Regions from separate parts of the Mus musculus genome. Here region 2 is linked to region 1. Evidence: chromatin contacts called from public Hi-C data. All regions are on one chromosome and are shown on one strand. The core of a region is the stretch at or near the end of the contact, and the rest is flanking DNA. Distances in the headings are between cores, read along the strand shown. Region 1 holds the start of 4930554I06Rik (RIKEN cDNA 4930554I06 gene). Region 2 overlaps Gm32979 (a long non-coding RNA gene).

Region 1 (5,528 bases), core at 123-2,622:
TGACTCTGCCTGGTCTTGTCCTTTCCCCCATTCTCTCTGCCTTACTAAAGGCCATTAGATTACATCCCTAAAAGCTGGCTTCCAAGGTCTATTCTCTTATTTGGCTACTTCTTCCTCTTGAGGCTGACCACCAAGCTCTATCAAAGTATTGAAGTCCAGCAATCAAAAGCCCCTTAGCCTGTACAGTTAAAATTAAACACCTCATTCTAACACAGCGTTTCCCCCTTTACATTTATAAACTGCCCTTTGCTTGTGTGTCTGTCTCCTCTCTAGCCAGAGGTAGTCCTCTGACCCAATCCAGGACATACCCCTGCCTCCTCTCCCTTGTTCCCTTCTCCTGTTTCCTTGACCTTTATCTCCTGTCTTTGTCTCTTATTCTCTGCCTTTGTCCCTCTGGGGCAAATAAATCTCCACTGTGCAGAGAACGTGGTCTTGGGGCTTCCTGAGCCTAGACTATTCCCTTACAAGGTCAAGTCCCACACCTAGTGATGTAATTCCTTTGGTGAAGCTCCCTCTCTTAAGGACTCCATAACCTTCTTACAAAACAGTGTTACCAACTGCTGGCAATAGGCATTTCACATTCAAACTGCAACAACCCCCAGCTACCTCAGATACCCAGGAATGTGGGTAGATGGATGTCAGTGGTTGAGGTCCTCATATGTAGAACCATCAGAAGGATAAGTTATATGTCTTATAAAAGACCATACACTAGATAGCTTTGGGGGGGGGGGAACAATTCTTGTTTCTCACAGTTCTGGAAGATAGGATGTTCACTTAGCAGACTGATTTCTAAAGAAGCCTGCTTTGTCATAGATGGCTCCTCCTCTGTGTCCTCTCATGGTGCAAGAGGTCACTAGTTCTCCAGGGCCTTGATTATAAGGACATTAATTCCATGAATGTGGACTCCACACTCCTATCCTAGCTTCCTTCCATAGACTTTATCTGTTAACACCACCTCTGTGGGACTAGGATTCCAATATATAATCTGAGGCAGCTACAAACTTTTAGTCTTTGAAAGAGCTGCCCAGAATTCCGATAGAGCAAGAAGTGGAAGAAAACGGGAGTACTGTCGGATTGTATCAACGGATGGTTCCTTCATGACTCAGAAAACAAGTGAGGGGACCATCTGCGGGTATTTGAGGTCACAAGGTTCTATTGGAGGCCACAGTACCACCCCGCCCCATCACGTGATAATAGAACCTGAGTACAGTAGATAGAACAGGAAAATACCAAGGGCACGCCCCTTCTGTGATGCAAACCACACTGGTCCTTGTAGTCTGATAGCAGGAGCAAGAGGAACAATAACATACTCTCCTATGACAAGTCAAGGAGGGAACAAACAGTAAAGCCAGCAGGCATCAAGGGAGCAGGCAGTCTCCTCAATGCCCAGAGTGGCACTAGTAACCACCCCAGGAGTGAGTCACTGGCATGGGGGAGGGCTGAGGAAAGGCTGCAGCTCTCGCGCACGCTGGGCTGGTAAACAACCCCAAAGGATCAGAGCCAAACCAGGAAATGCCAGAATATCAACCTGTGGTTTCGGGGTGGATGCCTGGGCCCCACCACAGGGCTGCTACAGGGGTAGTGTCTGGAGATAGAATCCAGAAGGTTCCATTTTAAGCAAGGTTTGAGAAGATCTTTGTTTTTTAAATCAGTAGAACCCAAGGACAAGCAACGGAGCACCTTGGGCTGGACTCTTAAGTTGGGAGACTTTGGAGCCACAGTCTAGCCTCGCTCTCAAGAGGAAGACCAGCTAGGGGTCAAGGGAAGACCCCCAGGGGTAAATCTGCTCATCCAGTGCTTAAGAAAACCCACTTCAAATGTGATATTAGGCCCATCGCCAAGGCCTGACTCAGCTTCTCTCCATGGCCTGTGCTGGGTGTTTGCTTAGGGTTACACTGTGGGCAGGACACAACCAGGAAGAGAAGAGAAGACCTCTTCACCCGCAATGTCCATGGGTACCTGTGTCTGCCCACCCGGAGGCCTTGCTGGCTTAACTAGAAGCATGCTGGCTATTTGAAAGTTTTGTTATTGTTATTCTCTTTGGTCTTGTTTTTATCGTGATTTGGTTTGGTTTTCCACGGGAGTTTGTTTCTGGGTTTAGACGCCTGATTTACTTTCTTCTAAAGCACCCAGGAGGGATGGGGAAATGCTTTGGGTCAGAATACAACATTTAAAAGTAAACGAATGAACTGAGAAGTTAATCTTACTGACTTAAATTTTTATTTCTTCTCTTGTAGATTAAGTTTTGCAAAACAGAGCTTGCTCAATTAAGTAGGATCTTAAAAATCTGAACATGTAGAGGTAGTTTAATTGTATCCATTGAGGGTTTTTTTTTTGTTTTTTGTTTTGGGGTTTTTTTGTTTTTTTGTTTTTTTTTTGCCCCACCCCTTCTCTGTTTGACATAGAGAATCACTGGAATGTATTAAAGACATCAGAACAAAGCCACTGTCTAAGACAAGTTGCATAGGAAATGAAACAATAAAGGTTGAGCAGGGCAGTGTGTTAAATTGAGTCCTAAAATGAGAACCCCAGTCAGGAGAATTGACTAGATCTTCACAAGGTCCTCTCTTCTTCTTCTTCCGGTGTTCAATGTTACCATTTTGTAGATCCTGCTCCCCCACTCTCTCTCCCCTCCCTTCTCTGTCTCTCTTTTTCTGTCTGTCTGTCTCTGTCTGTCCCCACTCCCACACACCCCCTTTGCCTTCCTCCTTCCAAATTGAGTACATAGGTTTTCAAGTTTCAGGAATAAATCAAGCCAATAGATGCTCAGCTTTGGTTGAGGACATGTGAGGAGGAATGGGGGTTTTGTTTGATCAGTTTGGGGTTGTTTTCTTTTGTTTTGTTTTAAGATAGAAACACAACTCATACTATGTTTTTCCTTCTTTTGGTGATGATCCACCCACTGGGTCTTGCCATCAGTGACAAGCTCCGATTGTAGTCGGCAGATGGCCTTTGATTGGCTGGATACCATCAGTGTTCCTTCTGGGTGAGCTATTGAGTAACAAAGTTTCAGAATGCATTTGGTTATTCACACTGTAATTAAAGGAAGGTCCTTGCTTTGCCCGCAGCTTTCCCAACACAAACAGAAGAGGCGTGAGTCAGCGCAGGCAGCTGCCCCGAGGTAGTACAGTGTTTGTTTCTTTTTTTTTTTTCTTTTTTTTTTTTTCTTTTTGCCAATAAAATATGCCTGGGAGGACAAAGAGCAGCAGGAAGCAGTGACACAGAGTGAGCTGGGAAATTCCAGCTGCCCTCCTGCCCTACTTATAAGGAATAGATATGAGTCATTTTTTTTTAAAGATGCAAACAGATGTTGAATTGGCTAACAAAGTCCCATGCAACATTTAGCCTCTTAGGACTTTGTTTCCTCTTCAGCGGAAAAAGAAAAACAAGGTATTATATTTGGACGTGGACACCTGGATAGTATTGCCAAGTACAGCCATGGAAGAAGAGGCGAGCACACATGCTGTTCTGCTCGACTATGCTATTTCTTCTGCCCTTGAAGTCAGCCTTCAGCTGACGCATCCTTCTACATAAGACAAGCTAAAGGAGAGAATACACCACAGTCAAGGGCCTGGCTGTGAAGATTTGGTGGCGTGTCCTTCGAGACACTGAGTCAACAGGCATAAACATTAACCTGTGTGTGTCTCTGCGATCACCACAGTGTATGAAGGTAGCGTCCTAGGTTTGACCTCGGCTCTGCACCAAACAGCCAGGTGGCCATGTTTCCTAACTTGCAAAAGCAAGCTTGCACCTGGAAGGGCACGCGCTCTATTGCTAGTCTGTAATTGCAGGATTAAAAAAAATTGAAAATATGTAACCACACTTTCCATCTATCAGTTGTGATTTTTTTTAAATCTCACCTACAGTGAGACTAAACACATGAGATAGGAAATAATTTTTTATCAATTTGCTTTCATGGGAGGGACAGAAAGCAAGGCAGAATAATGGGTTAAGGGTAAGATAAAATGTGTAACAGGCAAACAATTAATTTTTTTTTTCTTTTGAGCTCCGGTTGTTATAATGATCACATGAGCTCACCTCCTTACACAGTTTATGGTGGATTATTATGCCCTCCAGAAGTGTTGTTGCCATTATTAACAAAGTAAGCATAGTGATCCAATAAACACTGGGCAAACTCCTCCTGCCTAACCAGGAACTAAGCTAAACATTAAACAGAAGCTTACTACAGTCAAGAGAGTCAGACAGATGACAATATTTATCCTTAAAACGGCTTGCTTGCTTTTGGTTTTTGTTTGTTTTACTTGCTTGCTTGCTTGGTTCGGTTTGTTGGTGTATTTGTTTGTCGGAATGATTTCAGATTAAATATATTGCTAACCCCCCGCCCCCCTCCATTTTCAAAGTCTATGCTTCCTTTTAAGTACGGGTGCCCCAAATCCCAAGAGAAAGGTGTGTGATGTTTTGCAAAGTCTCCACTGGTTTCTGCAATCAGTGAAGAAGTAAAATATGTCACGTCTACAATCATCAGGATCAAGGACAGTGTGTGTGTGTTTGTGTGTGTGTGTGTTGGGGGGGGGGGTGTGGTGTGGTGTTCAGTGACCTGGAGGGAAGGGAGTGAATAGTGGCAAGCTCACTGTCCTCGGGGATAGAGGACTGACCTTGGGCTGTGAAGCACTGTGTTATCTCTGGCTCAGGGTTCCTGCTTGAGCCTGCTCACCCTTCTCAGTTTACACTGCAGAAGAACTGACTGATTGCCCTTCCCTGCCTTGAGTGTCTTTAATGTCCTAAGCTGTCTCAGACTTCTGCAGATTCTCACCCCTGTCTTTAGCCTGACATCGCTCATTCCCAGTACCTCGTTCTTCTGTCCTTCCCCTCACCTGCCGGGCCTTCAGGTCTCCCCCAGGTTACCCGCTGCTCAGGCACGGAGATGCAGCCCCATCTCACTCCCTAAATTTCCCTCGGCTCTCCCTGTCTCCCACCCCGTTAAGGGCCTCCAATCTTCTGCCACCCCAATGGCATTGACATGGCACTTTAAAGATTTCGGACCCCCCTGCCTCCATCTGACATCACTCCTGATATTCTCAATTGTAAGACATGTCTTTTGAAGAACATTTAGCCATGCCTGAAGACATTTTTTTTGTTTGTTCCTCCTGGAAGTGTGGGAACCTATTAGCCTCTGTTGGGTAGAAGCCAAAGGTAGGAGTGCAACTCAGACAATCTCAAGACAGCTGGCAACAGCTCAGGACCATCAGGCCTCAAATAACACCAGTGCTATGGTTGAAAAAACACTACTAAGTATCTATAAAGTAGCGCCTCATTCAGCCAGCTCTAAGCACAGTGCTGGCTGCTCAATAGAAATCCAACCTCAAAATAAACTTAAAGTAACTGAAAACACTGGCTTCATCAGACTAGGACATAGGTAACACCGGATTTGACTTCTGACAGGTCAGAGGCAACTCAAGATTCAGCGGTAGGTGACTCACAGGAGCTGTCCCAACATGTCTGTCCAGTTCCCTCCAGGACTATTGTTCTCTTTTCTGCTGTTTGCCTGGAACCTATGTATACCGTTC
Region 2 (5,321 bases), core at 2,315-4,814, 40 kb after region 1:
AAAACAAAACTCCTTCATAAGGAGGCTTCTGTTTCCGCAACAGGGTCCCCTCTTTATTTTCTCCTTGTCTCCTTTCTTCTGCCCATCTTTCCTTGAGACCTTGTTCTGGAAGTAAGGATCTGATATTCACATACAGAGCCTGCAGTGGGTCAGAGAGCTCTGGTCCATGGCTTCAAGGTTATTTCAGAGTATAGAGGTATTCTTGGAGGTATCTGTCCTAGAAATCAGGATGAGAGGTGAAATAAAGCAAGCAGACATCATTGTTTTTAATAGGGCTTTAAGCACAAAAAACTCTTGGAACATGGTGGGTTGTTTTCCACATTAGTTCTCTGAACTAGAACCCATGTCTCCTCTGTTCAAGCATACTAGTGAGTGAGAAAATAATTGAGGATCTTAGAAGTCTAGGTTTTAATTTTATGACCAGTATTTACAAGTAAGTCATGTTTCAGACAAGATAGAAATCATATATATATAGAGAGAGAAAGGGGGGGTGGGCATCTGAGATAAGTTGTAAGAAGACTAAAGAAATGCACATGAAGCATTTAGAAAGGATTTTGACCCCTAAGTACTCAATTCCTATTATCATACCTTGCTTCTGTAGCACCTGGGATGGTTTATGGTACATGTACAATTCTGACAAACCCCTACAAACGATGGAGTCTAACCCTTCTCATTTGACTATGGTCCACATTACTTGCTTCCTTCTAATGAGTATAGCACAAAAAAATAGTGCCACATATAACTGGGTCTCAAATGTAATTATAAGAAGGTGATGTATCATCTGGCTTGTTGGAATTCTTGTCCTTAGAACCAAAATACTACATACTAAGAAAGGCTAGAACCCATAGAAGCTATATGGAGGTGGCTTAGCCCACAGTGTTATCAAGTGTACCAACTGATAACAGGAAACAATTGTATCTGTCAGTGAGTTAAACTTCAGGTAACCCCCAACTTCAACTTCCATCACAAAGGTACAGAGAAGGATATCACCCCAAGTTTTGCTTGAAGTCCTGATTCTCAGACTCTGTGAGCATTCTGGATGTTTGCTTTACAACAACTAGTTTAGGAATAATTTAAGCAACTGTAGCCTTTTATTTTTCATCACTGTGAATTTCTATTTGTGGGGATCTTGGCAGAACTCAGGAATCACTGTTACCTCTTGATTTTGGCTTCGATACTATAGCTCTTCTTAACCAGACAGTAGATTGTAATGGTCTAGAAAGTTTAAAAAAATGGCAATATCTTGATTCAGTGCCAATTATAGTGCATAATTTGAAAATATTCCTCATGCATTGCAATAAGACTCCTCCAAAGGGGGAAAACCACTGACTTATTACTACTCCTTACATTGTGTGCCAATTGATGAAGACTTCCCATCGTCCATTAACGGTCCAGAAAGATCCGCTTATACATGGGTCTTAAGAAGACTGCATTTGCAGTCTGAAAGAACTAGAAGTAAACCTGGTGCTTCTAGTACATAAGTCTTTCTCAGTAGAATCTAGGTTAGTAACAAAAGATCCCAAACTATGGGTTTCACAAGAGAATCTCCAGTATATTAACCATGACCTTCTCAGATCTTCTCTTCAAAAGCTGGAAGATTTGAAACAAGGCAGCGATGTTCACTTTCATCCTCCTTCAACATTGAACTAAATGTTCTAGCTAACGCAACTACAGAAGAACAAAAGTAAAAGATATCCATCTGGAGATGAAGAAGTAAAAGTGTGCCTGTAAGTGGTATGTATGTGAGAGTGTGTGTGTGTGTGTGTGTGTGTGTGTGTGTGTGTGTGTGTGTGTAAAATCTGGAGAGGTTTATAGTGTGCCCTACTATGTCCTGAAAACAAAAGGCATTTCTGTCCATCTTTCTTCACCACTTTCTAGGACAGCAGTTCACCAACCTCAACGTGGAGAACAGAGCTACTAAACATGAATTCTCAGGCCACATTCCCAGAGATGCTCAAACACTAGCTGGAAACTTCATCTTAAGAAGCATTCTAGGCTGGGGTGAGGCATGTGAACTTCCATACTAGACTTTGTGAAACACAGAACTCCATCTTTCAGAAGTCCATGTGTGCAAGGAACTCCTTACAGCCAACAACATCACCTATGTGGGGATCTGAGCTTATCTTCCCAGCAAGTTCTGTGACTTTCCACATATCCCTTGACCTCAGGCTTCCTCAGTTCCCTTCACTACAGAATGAGGTAAATGAATATTATATTCTTAAGAGTTTGATGTGAGCACTCAATGTATTAACATGGCAAACATATTTATTGCCACGTATGTGACATATCTGCCTGTCCCGGGGCACTAGACTTCTCATGTAGACACCACAGCCAAGTGCATCTTTGTCCACCCTATTCACCTTCTTTACCTTCCTCTGACCCCCTCAGAAAAGCTGTGGGAAGCAGACACCGTTAGTAATGAGATGAAGAATGGGCCGGCTGTTCCCTCATAAATGGGAGCCCTTCTCAACCTTAAGGGTCCATAGCAAATCTAAGTCTTATCACCAGTTGATTTTGTTCTTTTCAATTTGATGTATACCCTTTGTGAAACCAGGTTTCGTTTTCTTGTTTCCAGTGTATTTCACCAAGAGCTCATTTCCATACATAAACAGAAGACTCCTGTTTTTACAACTTCCTAACTCCTAAAAGGTATTGACTCCTCCCCCATTCAGCAGCGCAGTAGCAAGCCTGTAGAAGATTGTTTTGCACCTGGGGAGGTAGCTTCCACTGCTTGAATAAATAATTTATGGGGATCAACACTTGCTTAAATGAATGAAAAGAAAGATGAACTGGAAAGCATCTCTCTTCCCTCCCCAAATCTCCTCATGAGAGAAGCATTAATGGCATTCCTTGATGTGCACAGGTGGACAGAGCTGAGCTGATGGATGCCAATTGGGACACTGCGGAGAACAGCCCTGCTATGAAGCTTACCTGATAGTGAGCTGAGAACAGAGGGGTTTTTTTGTTTTTGTTTTTGTTTTTGTTTTTGTTTTTTAACACCAGATACTGTGACCACTGACAACCAGGGAAACCAGCTCTTGGCTAAACGTGTGGTTTCCTGAAGCAGCAAAACCTCAGAAGGAGAGAAAATTAATCCGGTCAGAAAGAAGGACTCAGAGCGAGCTGGTGATTCACACTGTCCTCGGGAGGAAAGCTGGACGTGCCCTCTTAAATACCCTTCAACTGTGGTTTCCTACTACTTTGTTCAAACGTCTATTTATTCCCAAATATTAATTGTATCTCAGAAGGAGTGTGTTTAAAGATTTGGCTTTAAATTTCCCTCTAGAAAACTCATTAGAGGTGGACAGAGCTGAATTTAAGCCACTCTGTTCACAAAGTTCTTTGGAGCTCAAAACGTACGTTCAGGCAACATAGAAGAAAAACTAGAACTTTGGAGTTGACGTCCGTATTTCTCCTAGTCTGTAACACAATACTGTGCACGCCTGCAGGGAGAAGAAAGAATATATTCTTGACCTTAAGTGACCAATTCTTGATCCCTTGTAAACATGAACGGCTGGCAGCTGGGCTTGTGTGTGCTAAACTCCACCCCCTCATTCACATACCGCGTTTGGAGGAGCTTAGCAGCACTTCCTGTTTGAGGTCATGACCCAAGATCAGAGTAGCTTAGGCAGGGTCAGGAAAACAGTATCAGCTCCTGGGACTGGCTCCCTTAAGCCTTGAGTCATCCTTCCCTATACCTGAAACTTAGAAGCCAGAGGTGGGCAGAGAGCAGCAGGAAAGCTGATAATTAGAGACAAGCCTCCCCCTGTCCCAAAGGCTCATTTCTCCCAGTTCCCTACTCTCTCTCACACATCCTCCTCCTCCTCCGAGGGGCTAGAGGAGTGGATCAAAGACGGGATTATACCTCTTTGAAGTGGTGACATCGTTTATGGATCTGAAGTCACGTCTTTTCAGACTGTCAGTAAGGCAAGAAGAGCCTCAGGAGCTCAACTTTCCGAAATGAACCTGTCTCACAGCTCTGCGGCAACCGAGGGACAGGAATGGATAGCCACAGCATCCTAAAAAGGATGTCTTTCCAGCACACAAAGTTGCTTGATTAATTAATTCAGGCATTGTAATAACTGAAGTAATTGAAAACCAAGTATTTATGGCTGAACAGAACCTCAAACAGGTCTACTGGTTTGTCAGTCAAGGCTGGGGTTATTGCTATATAATCCCTTAGGTTTTTAGTTTTAGGTTTTTCCCCATGAAAGTCAAGCTAAGTGCCCAAGGCTGCTGTTCACTGCCATGTGTGCACATTACCTTGTGATAATAACAAATGCAATCTGAGGACATTTATATTCACAAACTTTGTCCTCAGAGTCAAGGATAGGAAGGGGGCCAAAGGCTGTGCTCGGAAGTCCAAACAGCAAATTTTAGGTAAAATGGATGAAAACTCTAGTTAATATCTATGACCGTGTTGTGCCCACCTATGGCAGTCTCCATAAATTATAATAAAGCCAAGAGAACCACATTACTAATGAACATCAATAAAAGGATTGGATAAATGAAAGTTAAAAATAGAAGATTTTAAGCTGCTTTGTAGGATGATAGAAATCTTACACAGTCCCTCCTTATGTGTTCCTAAAATGCCTGCTGCCGTCTTCAGCACTCTCAGGACTACAGAATTCCTGCCTGTTCCACTGTGACTCTTCAACTCCACTAGTTTCAAAGATGCAGACAACTGGAGCCCTCAAATCTTCCATACATCAGCATGTGAAGCCTGCCTAACGATAAGGCACCATCCACAGACCATAAGCAACCACACTAAAAGCTCCTCAAAGGGAATTTTCTTCAAACTTCACTTTCTACGGGGACCAGGCCAGTAGTGTACAGAAAGATCAGGCAATTGGAAAATCTGGGCCCCACTCCCTGCTACTCTCTCTCTCTAACTCCAGTCACTTTTCCCACTGAAATTTATAAGCCTGGTGCTAACATTTTCTAATTCTTAAGAGATTACAAAAGTCCCCACAGGGAGATGTCTTTTGCCACCTTATACACGGTTGTAGCAAGTTAACTTTTGTAAAACACCATACTAGGAAATTAAATCACGGCTATGAAAATAAACATCAATTTGGGATCCGTGGTCTACAGTTTTATCTTTGGACTTGTAGACAAACACATGTGCTTTTTATCTTGGCACATGCAGACACACACATGTGCTGCCAACAGACCAGTTACTGGACTCTCCTCAGTCTCCACAGTGAGAGATCTGGAAATGGAATTTGTCAAATTTCCATCACCCTTGGAGATAACTTGTAGAAGTCTTGGCTTTGTCCCTTTATTAATTTTGTGTGTTTTATGCTATAATGATTTCGGTA

The links. A called contact is a pair of places that touch in the nucleus more often than the background predicts.
Region 2: a contact with region 1 is called in a Hi-C map of liver, with 6 times the contacts expected there. A contact is called at or near these places in 1 of 39 promoter capture datasets (liver), 15 of 484 Hi-C or Micro-C datasets (the AML12 cell line, cranial neural crest, granulosa cells and 6 more) and 8 of 130 datasets of targeted methods (CD8 T cells, the HPC-7 cell line, embryonic fibroblasts and 4 more).

The regions. Positions count from the first base shown.
Region 1 is chr19:21,103,338-21,108,865 of GRCm38.p6, forward strand. 4930554I06Rik (RIKEN cDNA 4930554I06 gene) reads left to right here and starts at 1,373. Exons shown (of 2, transcript NR_126458.1): 1 at 1,373-1,415; 2 at 1,656-2,201.
Region 2 is chr19:21,141,272-21,146,592 of GRCm38.p6, forward strand. Gm32979 (a long non-coding RNA gene) reads left to right here. Exons shown (of 3, transcript XR_386592.4): 2 at 1,879-2,199; 3 at 2,576-5,168. Among named protein-coding and RNA genes, the nearest start is that of Gm32979, 6.7 kb to the left of the region's middle.